Regions from separate parts of the Gossypium arboreum genome. Here all the other regions are linked to region 2. A link is a contact called in public Hi-C data. All regions are on one chromosome and are shown on one strand. The core of a region is the stretch at or near the end of the contact, and the rest is flanking DNA. Distances in the headings are between cores, read along the strand shown.

Region 1 (4,312 bases), core at 264-2,763, 560 kb after region 2:
GTCTGAGCTAGATCAAGATTCAAGACATTTCTTAGAGTCCAATCAAAAGAAGGTCTAGTCTAGATACTAATCAACTCACATAAAAAAAACGATTATAAAGTTCCCCAGTCAAATACAAAAAGGACCTTAAATTATATACTTTCTCAAAAGACTTTTCCAACAGTGCATCTTAAATTCAAGATGATAAAGAAAGAACTTTTTTTTTTTTGAAAGGTACAAAGAAAGAACATTCACCAAATATTAGCAGCTTGCGTTCACTACGAGAAACAGACGAAAGTCAAACCTTTGAAACTCTTCAATCCTACATCTTAATACCACTTACAGTCAATTAATATAAATAAGCTCCATCTATTTATACCCTTGATTTATAGGAAATTTGTTGAAATTAAACCCCCTAAACTTGTTTCCAGATTATTCTTTCGGCTAGCCAAAGTCAGACTCAAAATTGAAACCAGGCAAAAGTTTAAAGCATGAAGATATTAAAGAGACAGCGGAACCGAACCTGAATGCATTGGCAGGACATGAACCCTACTCCCAAACCTCTTAACAACACCACGACCCTCCATTATAGGAGGAGGGGTGATCACATACTTCTCCGGATCAACAACGGGAGCTTCCGTAGAAACCGACTGTATCTGCCCGTGCGAAACATTCTCCAAAACCGCCAGCTCAACCTGCTGATGCACCTTACTATCCCCAATCAAACCCGCCCGTTCAGATGCCACGATCGCCATTACGGAACCGTGAGGACAGTTCACGGTTCTCTTCACCACGGGAGGGAACTCCGAGATGCGAAGTCCACCGCCGGCCAGGACCTCACTCTCGCTGGAGCCCGGTAAGGATGGATCCGTGGCGACACCGGCGGCATCGTCCCCGGAGTTGTCAAGGTCATCGTTGTTCTCTTCTTCATCGTCTTCCTCCGGAACCACATCCTTTTCTTCCAGCTGGTGCTTCAATCTTCGCTCTCGCTTCCGCCGCTTCCATCTACCTCGACCATCTATCCCAAAAAAAAAAATTAAAAAAATTAATTCTAGGAAAAATGAAAAACGTAATTAGGGTAACTTAAATTTTATTATCATTGGATACGGAAAATGAGAAAATAATTAAAAGAAAAAAGAGGGACGAGAGATTGCCTGAAGAAGAAGCAGGCATTGGATTGAATTAGTAGTGAAAGGTGAAATTACAGAGAGGAAGTGTGTGAAATGGCGAAAGAATTTTGTGGGGTGGGGGGTTAAAATTGCAGGGACGAGAAAGGTGTAGTAGTAGTAGTATATTAGCAGAAGGAGAAGGAGAAAGAGAAAGTGAATAGGGACTTTCCTTTTCTTTTCTTTTCTTTTCTCTTCTCTTTCTCTTCTTTGTTTTGGTTCTGCCCTCTGTTTCTTAACTTTTCCCTCCCGCACTTCACCGTTTTTCCTTTGGGATCTTGGCGTGAGTAGGCTTAGTGGGCTCACTCGGTTACCCACCAACGTTTAGTCAATGTTATAAAAGTCAAATAGGTATCGAATCTCGACATACCATTGATTTTCGATTTAATCTTATATTTAGAGATTCATTTATTCCCCTTGTTTAGACTAATATATAGACAAGTTCTCAATTCAATTGATTGATTCAATCCAGTTTTAATAACATTGGGTTTCATCAATATTTTTTGAATTGAACTAACCGGTCAAGGTACAAGTCCAATGAAAAGTAAAAAATTCTATTGATTAGTGAACCTAGCTAAAACCGATTTTTATAAACTTTTTAATTATTTTTTAAAATCATATATGTCATAGAAACACAAGTAAATATGAAAATTTTAAGTTTAGATATAGTTGGTTGAGTTACACGAGCCACAAATAACTCTCAAAGCATAAGTTACTCTCAATTAAAAATATTTTTTATCGACTGGATAAGATACTTTGAATTCAATAGAAAGAGCTAATTGTTATGCTCCATAGAGATCACTTATAAAAAATCTAGGATTTTCATAAAGTTAATTTGATGTGGTCACTAGGATGACACTGCGATGCGGCTTTGGTCTGACAGTTGAATACAACAATTAGGTCTTCCTAGAGATTCATGTGATCATAAATTTCCGGACCAATTACAAAGTGTCACGTATCAAGCTGAAGTTATTGTAATTCAAGCCAAACTTATCATGGTGAAAATTTGATGACATCATAATTATTTTTCTCTAATTAGTTTAAGTTAATTAATAGATAAATTTATCCCTAATTAAAAATAAAATAATTAAATGATAAAATTAAATTATTATTTCATATTTAATCAATTAATAAGAGAAAAATAATAAATAAAAGACTTTAATTACTTGTAGAACCTTCTTTTATTCAAGTAATTAGTACTATAAGAAGAGGTGGCCCCAAGCCATTATGTAAATTCACAAGTTCAAGAAGCCCAAAAGATCTCATCAAAATTATCTGAAGAAGTTGAAGAAGTTGAAGAAATTTTGATGAACACCATACCCATTCTGAAGAAAACCAACCTTCCAATCCAGTTCATATTTGGAGAAGAAGACAAAAGTCGTTTCTGAAAAAAGTTGTCTTTCGATCCAAATCAACTAAAGAAAGAAGGTCCAAACCTATTTCAAGAAGAAGTCAACATGACCCTTGAAGTAATCACATCCATCTAAGACCAAGTCTAGACAACTTTAGATTACAGCTAAATCAAAGAGAAGAATCAAATAAGTTTTCTTTGTAAAGAAATCCAGAGATTGTAACTTCTCTTTCAAAGTTATCAATAAATTTGACTTAGAAATTTCAAGTCAACTTTCAACTTAAAATTTGTGTGTATAGTTTGTTAATCAAAGATTTGGTGGATCCATAACATCGTTTCACTTAGATATGCTTATAATAGTTTGATGGAAGATCTTTGGGGTGAAAAAGAATGTAATGGAAGATTGTTTGGGAATGCTCTATACTTCAATGTATTCGGGTTTTCTTATGTTAGTTTTTATTTTTAAATATTTTGATATAACAGAATATTTCCTTAATTAAATTTTATAAGATCTCATGTTTAACCTTAAAAAAATAGTTTCAAGTAATTTTCAAAATTGTTTAAACATCTAAAAAAAATTATGAAGATTAGAAGCTCCTAAAAGTACTTTTAAAACTTATTTTTTGCATAACTTAGGCTATGGTTCAATACCATTAGTAAGGATACCATAACACAACTTACTGACTTTAAGGGTATTGAACCCCTTGGGCATAAGTGTCTATATATATTACTATGTATTGGACCCAAGCCTATGTGCTCTGGAACTTTGGGTGCCAAATCAATTTTTGAACATTTGGGGGTATTGAACCCCAAATGAAGAGGAACTGAACCCTAAAGCAAGAGGTATTTGAACATAACCTTAGAGTCTGGTACCTATAGCTTTAACGATTACTTTATTTAAGCAGGGTATCAGAACTTAAAGTCCAAGTAGCGAAACATAGGCCCTTACAACTGCATTTAATGTTCAAGTAAATGTCTTCAACAACTCAATTTTCCCTCTAATTACTCTAAGCGACTAGAAATCAATGAAAGGTATAAATATAACTCAAGAACATAAAAAAGAAGACAAGAAACAAGTTCATAAAGCTTATTGTGTAAAAATCCAATCTTTCACTTATAATTTTCATATTTCTCTTGTTCACACTTGGGGTTTTATTTTCTTTCATTATTTTCAAGTGTTAGTAATTCATTTAACTGAGCTTGATTATTGTATATAACCCTTTGGTAGGCATTTCTTTTTAACTATTCATTTTTAAAATTTGTGAGAGGTCACTTAAGGTTGTGGGTAGAAAACTTTAATGGGAAATGGGTCTATCTTGTCTATTCAAAAGATAATGTTATAAAGTAAAACCTTATCCTTAAAAGGTTTCATGGATTTGGGAAACCTTTAATTTTAAAGAGCTAGGGTAATGAGTGTAAGCAATTGGGGTTGAACCACTATATATCATTGTGTCAATTTTTATTCATCTTTCTTACAAAGTTTTGAATCACCAATTCATCCCTTTCAGCACAATTAAGCTTTACATCTTATGGCAAGCAATGAAAAATAGATTGTTAACGAATGTCACACGAATACAGAGAAGGTATGGTAGAGGATCCAATGTGTTCAATTTGTGGAGTAATGAAGGAACCAGTCTTACAAGTTTTGAAAGAGTGTCAAGCGATCACTAGACTTTGGAGAAGTTTATTGGGATCCAATGGAGTTAATAGTCCTTCTTCATGTTTTTTTTGGTTGAATGGCTTATTGGTAATTTGAGGATTAATGTTGGTTTAATATGGGGTAAAACCATTTGAAATATTCTTTGCTACTATTATT
Region 2 (4,414 bases), core at 1,316-3,815:
ATGAAACAAAACACTAAGACATTCGATATTATCATCATTTTTTTGTTTCCTCAATCATTTAAGATTACTAGGTTTTTCCTTTTCTAGGTTAGACTTTATTTTGCCATATTCTTTATTTTTTTGCACTTTTCCTCTTTAACTAAAAAAGGTACAAGAACCTCTTGTGTCATTTTGGGTTCTTCTTCACAATCAATAGATTTAAATGTTTTTGTTATTCAAAGTTGCAAAGTATTAATTTGGCATGTGGATTTATGGATTATTCTTGCTTGTCAATTCCATCAAGGGTCTTTTCAAGATTTACTAAATATTTATTAACCCTTACCTCTTTTGTGATTATTTGATGATTCATTTGAGTATGAAATCAATTAGCCTTTATTTTTTGATGATGATCAGGAACTAAACTTTATTGTGGTCGATTGATTGAAATGTTTAATGATTAATTTTAGGGTTAGGGACTAGATTGTAAAAAATGGATTAAATCGAATAAAATTAAAAACTTAAAATTGACAACTCTAAGCAAACATTTAAATAAGTGAGATCAATAGGAGATCCTATTGTGAACAAATTCAATTTTCCCAATTTAGTCTAGTGAGGTCGAGAGGTAAATTGGACTAAATTGCCTAATCGGGTAAAATGGTGGCTGAGAGGTAAAACTAGACCAATTAGGAGTTTAAGCATATTAGATCCCTAATCGGAGAGCTAATGATCAACATGGATATTAATCGACAACTCTATTTTATCTGATTAATATATATATTTTTGATTTTGATGTTTATTCAATTTAGTCCTTTTAGATATAATTTAGTTTAATTCACCTCATTTTATGGATTGTCGTAATATACTACTTAGCCATTAGGTAGCTAGACTTCCTAAATGCATGCTTAATCGTTATCCAGCCATTAGGTAGCTAGACTTCCTAAATGCATGCTTAATCGTTATCCATTCACCATATCACCTGATCTCCTTTGGGTTCGATCCTTAGAATACTTTAAGTGTTCCATTGTACACTTACAAATATTACAATTGGCTTGTCACACTTGTAGTCAAAGCCGCTTTTAAATCTTTCTAGTTTGTGCTAATTCTCTGCCTAGTGTTTGTACACTGTCGTGCAATCAAATCCATGGTACATGCTTTGTTGGCCAATGCTTTTCTTGCTTTCTCATATTTACCCTAGAAAGCCGATCGATGTTCTAAAGGTATTCCAAAAGATCTTACGCAAAGCCAAACTATCGTTTCAACTGGTCAGGATGCTGGCACTCCATGCTATGGAAACAATGATAAGCACCCGCACCCTTAATAACACTTATTGCTTAAAAATTGTCCCAAGTATGATAGTGAACACTTTTTTCTAGGTACACACCATCCACAAAAATTGCAGATATATGCAAATACATTCATTAACAAGAATAATGAATTGTATTGGATGTGAACACAATATCAACATACCTCTTTATTGGCTTGTTGATCGACTTCTCATCATATCCAAGTAAGGTCCATTCTATAACAGTATGATCTGAGTGACCCCTAAATCTATTCAAAATTCAATGCAATAGCAGATTATAAAAATTGGTAATTGAGTACATTTTAAGTTATTATATACAATTATATGTTTACATTATATTAAGAGAGAATTCCTAAGATTGGGAAGGGATGAGTGCTAACCACGACATATGTATCTACGCTCATGTTTGCAGACATAGCAATAATCATTTACTTCATCGATTGGTTCTTGAGTTGCCTACAAAATACTCTGTACAAATATGCCAGAGTTGTTGAACCTTAGCTGGACGTATCGATCATCTCAAAAGACTTTAATAGAGGAAGATACATGATATAGATCTTGTTGCCAAACTTGTATGGCAACAACAATCCTCTTACCATTGAAAGTATCATAACTTTGGCATATCAATTCATCTCCCCCAAAGTTGTATGTAGTGGAGTGACCAGTTTGAGACGCCTCTTTCAACAATGTACATTTCATTTAATTCAATTTTCTTTTTAGACAACTTGATATCTAGGAACCGCTCACACTCATACTCCACGTCTATATTAGCTCCGATTACTGCACGCCCATCGATTATTAAAATGACATCTACTAGAATTATAACTGCTTTCCCGCATGTAATGGTCACACTTAACTATTTACACTTTTTTTAGGCTTCCTAAAGTTACCTGATTTACTCTTGAGCTTTTCGCATATGTTGTTTCAGGTTGCAACAGCGGTGAAAACATACATCGAGGATCTACGTATCATGATCATCGACCTAAACTCTTTTTTATTAATAAAGTTTTCTGATTTTCGCGATACTAAATTTATAGGCCTCTTGGACATCTGTCTTGTTCTTATTGTAATTTTTATCTTTCAGTGATTGTAATTTATTTGAGACTTTAATCATTGTTTACTAAAATCTATCTAATACTATCCAAATAAAATATAAAAACATAATTTGAATTTAATTACTGATCGCATATAAGAAGAAACAGGATTTGCTACAAAAAGGATTATTAAAAACTTCACCGAAGATACTAAATTTACTAAACAACATCACCAAAAATTCTATTAAAAATACTGATTTTACTATACTAAGTAAAAAAAAAAAATCATTAAAATACAAAATAAAAGAACTAAATTAAGGCTTCAATTTCTACCCAACCTCCAAAAGATTTACCGAAATTGCATTATTTCTTATCTCATCTCCAAAAAAAAGATCCAAAGAAAATATCAGAAACTTAAGTTCCCAATTCTTTTTTCTTTTGAAATTCTCTCGTTGCATTTGATGCATTTGCCTCTCTTTTATGTGATCATCATTAAAAGCAAACCTGGTTAATGTTCTAAACTAGGCCAGCAGCGTCTCTGCTCCCAAATAAATCAACCCACTGGGTTTTACCCGACCCGGAATTGATTATGGAAGATAATAGTGTTGGTGGTACCGGTGAGCCCTCCGGAGTGGTCGCACCCAAGGTGATGAAGGCTGGTGACCGGCAAGTTTTCACGGTTGAGCTCCGACCAGGAGAGACAACATATGTTTCGTGGAGGAAGCTTGTCAAAGACGCCAACCGGGCCCGTGGATCTTCTGCCGCTTCTGCGTCTGTAGTGGCGGCTCCGGCACCTGAGCTGCCTCCGAATGCCCACCCTAATCTCCAGTCTCGCATCGCTCCTGTAAGAGCCGCTTATTCAATCCCTAATTTTCACTTTTTATTTTTTTTTCCTTATTTTTAATGTTCTTAAAATGCGTGATTACTCCAATTTTGACTTAGTAGTTTTCTTGTAGTTTATTCAATTAATTGTGCTTGAATTTTGTTTTATTGTATATCTGAATGCGTTAGTATTTACTTGGTTCCCTAGAAAATGTGGGAAACTGAAAGAAATTTTGGTAATTGCTTTTTCCCCTTTTCACCCGTTCTTAATTATGTTTGACATTATCAGGGACAAACGGCTGTAAAAGAAGAGAAAGACGAGCCAGCCCCAAATCGTTTCAGTGCTGTTATTGAGAAGATTGAACGTCTTTACATGGTATTTTTATATTTTATTATGTTTGCGAGAATTGTGAGCTGCACTTTTAATATGTTAATGTGAAGTGAAATTCTTTTTCAGGGTAAAGATAGCAGTGATGAGGAAGAACTGGATGAGACTCCAGATGATGATCAATATGATACAGAAGACTCTTTTATCGATGATGCCGAGCTGGTAAACACTAAAATCTATTGCTTCTATCTTTTATGTGTCTTGTTGGTTTTATGCAACTGTAGTTATGCTATTCTTATTGTAACAAGGAGGGCGGAATGTATTTTTATTGGTTCATAATGTTGCTTCATTGTTCATTATGCAGGATGAGTATTTTGAAGTTGATAATTCAGCTATAAAACATGATGGATTCTTTGTTAATAGGGGAAAATTGGAAAAAATGTGAGTTTCTTTGAACTGTTCTTATTCTGCTGCTTCTCCACCTATTGGTGACAAAGTTTTAGTAAGGATCCTCTTGCCTATACATATGCATCCTATGGCATACCAGGAGCAACTGTACACCACACATCTCTTATTGGTTAAAGCTGGGTTAATTTATGAACTATTTTCTCTTAAATAGGCACATATGTGGGTAGAAGATGAAAAATAAAATTGGATTCACAGTTAGGCTGATGACTTCATTTCCTGATAGCATGAATGTTGCAATTTTAGTGGTTGTCACGCTCCCCTTGCACATTTTATTCCATATTTATTTTATGTTTCTAATTACAATGTGGGCTAAGCTTTATTTTACATTTACAAATTCTAGCTTTTAATGTTAAAAGTCCATTAGTAGTGGATTTCCTCTAACTTTGCTTCACTGATTTCTTTTCATTCTTTCAAGAAATGAACCTCCTGTAATGCCTAACCAGCAGCCCAAGAAACGGCGAAGAAAGGAGGCTGCAAAAC
Region 3 (4,421 bases), core at 858-3,357, 520 kb after region 2:
GTAAGACCATTAACCATGTCTGTTGCACCATTTGCTTCTTTTCCTGGTAACTCATATTTTTCCTGTGTTTCGGTTCTTTCCCTGGACAACAGACACAATTTCCCAACAACCATACATCGACCTCCATTCTCATCATAACTTGCACCATCCAATTTCACCATTTTATCAAACTGAGGTTTAATAACTAGCTCCCTAATACATTTCCACACATCTCCCGCTAGTGAACGATTCTCGGGATCAAGATCCAAGCATTTACATAGAATCTGCTGCAAAGATGCACATTCGGCACCAAATTTAGTTCCCAATAAAGAACTCACTTTCTCCATCAAACTTGTATAGACACTTGAACAATCTATTTCACTATTTTCACTTCCTTTCACAATAATATGGCACATATGTTCAACCCATTCATCACTAAAGACATCCTCATTGACAATCCTAAGAAGAATACAACTTAACAACCAAGCATCCGAGCTATATCTTATTGGATATTTCAAGCTACAACACTCTACCCCAATACCCTCTTTCTCTAACAGCTTAAGCAACACCTCAGGGCTAATAAACACATCCCTTTTCAACAAATCTTTAAACAACATACCGATTTCTCCGTCACCAATCTTGTTCCCACTAAATCCAACATTTGCAACAATATCTTGAATTCCCCTTCCAGTCAATAACACCTCATTCAAATCAAGATATATATGCCCAAAATCATCCAATTGAAAGCAAGAAAAGCTCAAGCAACCAGCAATCAACCCTTCTTTATGTAAAGAAATGACTGCCTCACACATTTCCATACCCATCAGTGCAAAATTAAAAACCCCTTCTTTCTCAAAACACCCCAAGTCCTTATCCAAAAAGTTCCCCCATTTTTGCTTCTCACTCACTAAATACAGAACCCCATCCCCAAGATCACCCCACAGACCCAAAACTCTACAAATTCTACAATTTTGCTTAGTAAAAGCTCTTAAAACTAAACCCAAGTCCTCTCTTTCCTCTTCTTTCATTTCACGCAAACAATCCATAACTCTCACGAGATATCCAGCCTTAAACAAAGAACCATCCTCCTCGCCACTTGAAAAAGACCCAACAGGCAAAAGGCTCACTTGGTCTCTCTCAACGGTATCGTCACGGAGAAGGTAGCTTTTCCAGTTGGAATAAAACTCGTCGGACCAAGAACGAGGGAGGAAAGGGAGATTGGAGACATTTTTGGATTTGTTGACGGGTTTTCGGGGATTTTCAGAGCCGCCGGGGATTAGTCTAAGGAGGTCGATGTTTTTGGGGAGAGTCGTGGGGCCCTCCGGTGGGTACTTGACGAGCACCGTACACGCGGGGCATCGGATTGCTCCCGGGAGTTTCTTAGGGAGGTTTAATAGGCATGACTCGCACACCGTGTGGCCACACGCGAGCACACGCGGGATCGTGCACGCGCCGTCGTACGGTTGCAAACAGACCGGACATTCCGGTAAGTCCTGCGACTCCATTGCCGCCGGGTAGAGAAAAAAGAAAGAAGTTTCGTCTTCTTAAAAAGCAGTACCCTCCCAAAAAACACGTCGTTTCACTTTGACCAAAATCTACCTTCTGACATTTTTACCCTTACAGTTTCCAAATAATACCAAAATCACTCTCCTTTACCAGCAGTTCGTTTTCTCTGAATACATCTTTCTCTGAAATTTGACGTATCGATATCGCAACGGAGAGGGACCGGCGGCGTACGGCGGCGCATTGAGGGTTTAAAGAGCATGGCAGGATCAAGAAATTCAATGCTCTATTCGTTTCTTCTATTTACCGTCATTCTTTCACTCCAAATGATGTTTCGAGGAAAATTAGCGTCCTCAGAACTGTTCACCATTCTAGGTGGATTCATCAGCTCATTCTTGTTTCTCGTGTCACTAACAGTGAGTCCTAGAAGTCCCGAATTGGATCCTTTTTCTTATAAATTCATCGCCTGGATTCGCAATCCACTGTTTTATACGATGCATTTGCCATTGTTTAAAGCTCCAACAGAAGTCTGAAAATCTGACGTTATTCGAGTTTGAGACATATATAACATGATTAAGCATGATAAGATCTTTTTCCCTTGGTTATTTCAGTTCATTGGGAATTTCCAGTAAGCATTTGGGATGAGAACTGGCTGGGGAGCTGGTGAGTATACATAGCTACTTTCGTTTTTTGCCTTTTTAATTATTTATGATGAGATTTTATTCAGAAAGGTTAGGAGGATGAAGAAAGATGCTACAGATCACAATAAAAAAACACGAACACAATATGTTTAAGAAATATGCAAATTGAGTAATAGACATGACCGCATGAGAAGTTCAATGCATATTTAAACATGTTAGCATATGCATACCATTCTGCTCAATCTAAAGCATTTATCATAATTTATGTTTTGCAGGAAAACGCTTACAACAGTTGTAAGTAAAATATTTTCAGCTGAATGCATTTTCAGTTAAGTTACCTGAAAATACCTCCAGGTGAAAGTGTTTTCCCTAAGAGTAAGGTGCTACTTTCTTCAATGGCTATTTAATTAGTAATATATATATATATATATATAACTATGTTTGAATGGATGTCATATGAGGATCCGACAATTTAAGAATGCATCCCATCGAAATTTTTGGTGAATCCAACATCTGGCATGTGAAGGTGTTATTGGTAGTGAACACTACTGTAGAGATGTACGAGTCGGATAGAGTGTTGCAGCAATTCGAGTTCAGGCAACAAATTTCAGTGGCACCTCAAGACCTCGATGATCTACATCCTATCGACTTGCAAGGGAGGATAGATGAGAATAGGTTGATATTCCACGCACAATATATCAACATGTGGAACAATATGTACGAGTTTTTACCTACTAGCGAGGTCATTGTCGTTCCAGAGCTAGCCTACGATCCGAAGTACATACAATGGTTTAGGGTTTATGGCAAGTTATACTTGTTAGGGGAAGAGGCGAGGAGTCGACAACCACATACGAGGAGGTCACGACAGGCGCCTATACATCCAAGGTCTAGCGAGGTGGGTCCGTTGTCAGCACCTACACAAGAACCAACACCGATAGCCGCACCACCCCTAAGTCAGTTTGTCTCGTCTTATTCTGGTGCGTATACTAACCCTGTCATTTTCACACAAGCATTATATATTTCTCCACATTTTTCTACTTTTACTTCGATGCTAGGTTTTGTTTTTGGACCTTTATCCCTGGTGTATTACATGCTGATGCCATCGATATTTTCGACAACGACGATGCCAACGACGACGTATGGGCCATCTATGATTCGGGCACCGACCGAGAGTCCAATTGCTATGTCATCGATGTATGGGACACAATATAGTTATACCTCTATTCCGATGGTGCCTCAAATACCTCCAGGATCATTGTTCTACCAAGGTGGATCATTTACCCAACCACATATTCCTAGACAGGAGGATGCACGGGTAACCAAGGAGCAATCAGTCGTAATCAACCACAAATGAAGGTGAAGAAGATGATAGGCCAAGACCACAACCTATACCGGAGGTCGAACCAAGAAGGAATCCGTCTCGCAACCGCTGGTTAACCCGATGTAACACATATTCTAATCGGGGATTAGATTGATTTACTTTATTATTGTACTTCTTATGTTCACATTGAAATAAATATCAAACGTTTTTATTGTATCGATTTTGTACATTATTATGTTTTTAAATCAATATCATTTTTTCATTAAAGTTGGTCTTTATTATCATTTCATAATATTAAATCAAGACTGTACATGAATAATGGAAGAAAGTTGTATAACTTATTGATTTGTATTGTATGACAAAAACGCGTGTTTAATATTTCAACAAAATTGATGTTAATGATGTGTTATGCTTGTATCATCACTTCGATGTGGACATAATGGTATTGTATGGCCCAGGTTCCTACATCACCTGCATAATCTCGGTTGGTTTGACTTCTCATGACTATTCATGTTGTCACGTATTTGAGTCAACGTCGGTCGACTTTTTGGTTTACAACGCAATGATCTATCGGGTAACAACTTAAATGAAGCACTCGATACAAGCTACCACTTATATTCATCTAAGACATGTGAGAATACATTTCTTCTATTTACCGTAATTCTTTCATTTTGACCTCTCGAACAAGAACATATGTCGATGCCCAAGAGCCTTTATCTATCCTTGAAAACTCCACATATAACTCGAGAAACGGTGATCCACTGTCAATATGCGCCTACACCATTGCCTCCAACCCTTTCGCACCTTTGATATCGAAAGTATCATATTTAAAAGGGTCGACCGAAGCACAAAATCAATATTTAAGGGATGATACTCTCATTTGGTTGGATTTGATGATTTTCAACCTAATTATTGTTCAAAGTTCTAACAATTGTATGTTCTGGTTAAAAGTTAATCGCGTTGTTTTCTCTGATAAA

Evidence for each region. Hi-C and Micro-C count contacts between places; a contact is called where the count stands out from the background.
Region 1: a contact with region 2 is called in a Hi-C map of leaf, with 2.0 times the contacts expected there. The contact joins the promoter of LOC108457191 here to the promoter of LOC108489647 in region 2. A contact is called at or near these places in 2 of 5 Hi-C or Micro-C datasets (both in leaf).
Region 3: a contact with region 2 is called in a Hi-C map of leaf, with 3 times the contacts expected there. The contact joins the promoter of LOC108457125 here to the promoter of LOC108489647 in region 2. A contact is called at or near these places in 2 of 5 Hi-C or Micro-C datasets (both in leaf).

What each region holds. Positions count from the first base shown.
Region 1 is chr3:123,811,115-123,815,426 of ASM2569848v2, reverse strand. LOC108457191 (SWI/SNF complex subunit SWI3C) reads right to left here and starts at 1,513. Exons shown (of 7, transcript XM_017756101.2): 1 at 1,134-1,513; 2 at 503-997. The coding sequence starts at 1,152.
Region 2 is chr3:124,376,507-124,380,920 of ASM2569848v2, reverse strand. It overlaps LOC108489647 (ubinuclein-1), which reads left to right and starts at 2,565. Exons shown (of 14, transcript XM_053025861.1): 1 at 2,565-3,160; 2 at 3,428-3,514; 3 at 3,596-3,688; 4 at 3,831-3,907; 5 at 4,350-4,414. The coding sequence starts at 2,906.
Region 3 is chr3:123,858,214-123,862,634 of ASM2569848v2, reverse strand. LOC108457125 reads right to left here and starts at 2,107. Exons shown (of 7, transcript XM_017755985.2): 1 at 1-2,107. The coding sequence starts at 1,484. LOC108457127 reads left to right here and starts at 2,401. Exons shown (of 2, transcript XM_017755987.2): 1 at 2,401-3,100; 2 at 3,179-3,711. The coding sequence starts at 2,602. The coding sequence ends at 3,477. It also overlaps the pseudogene LOC128290401.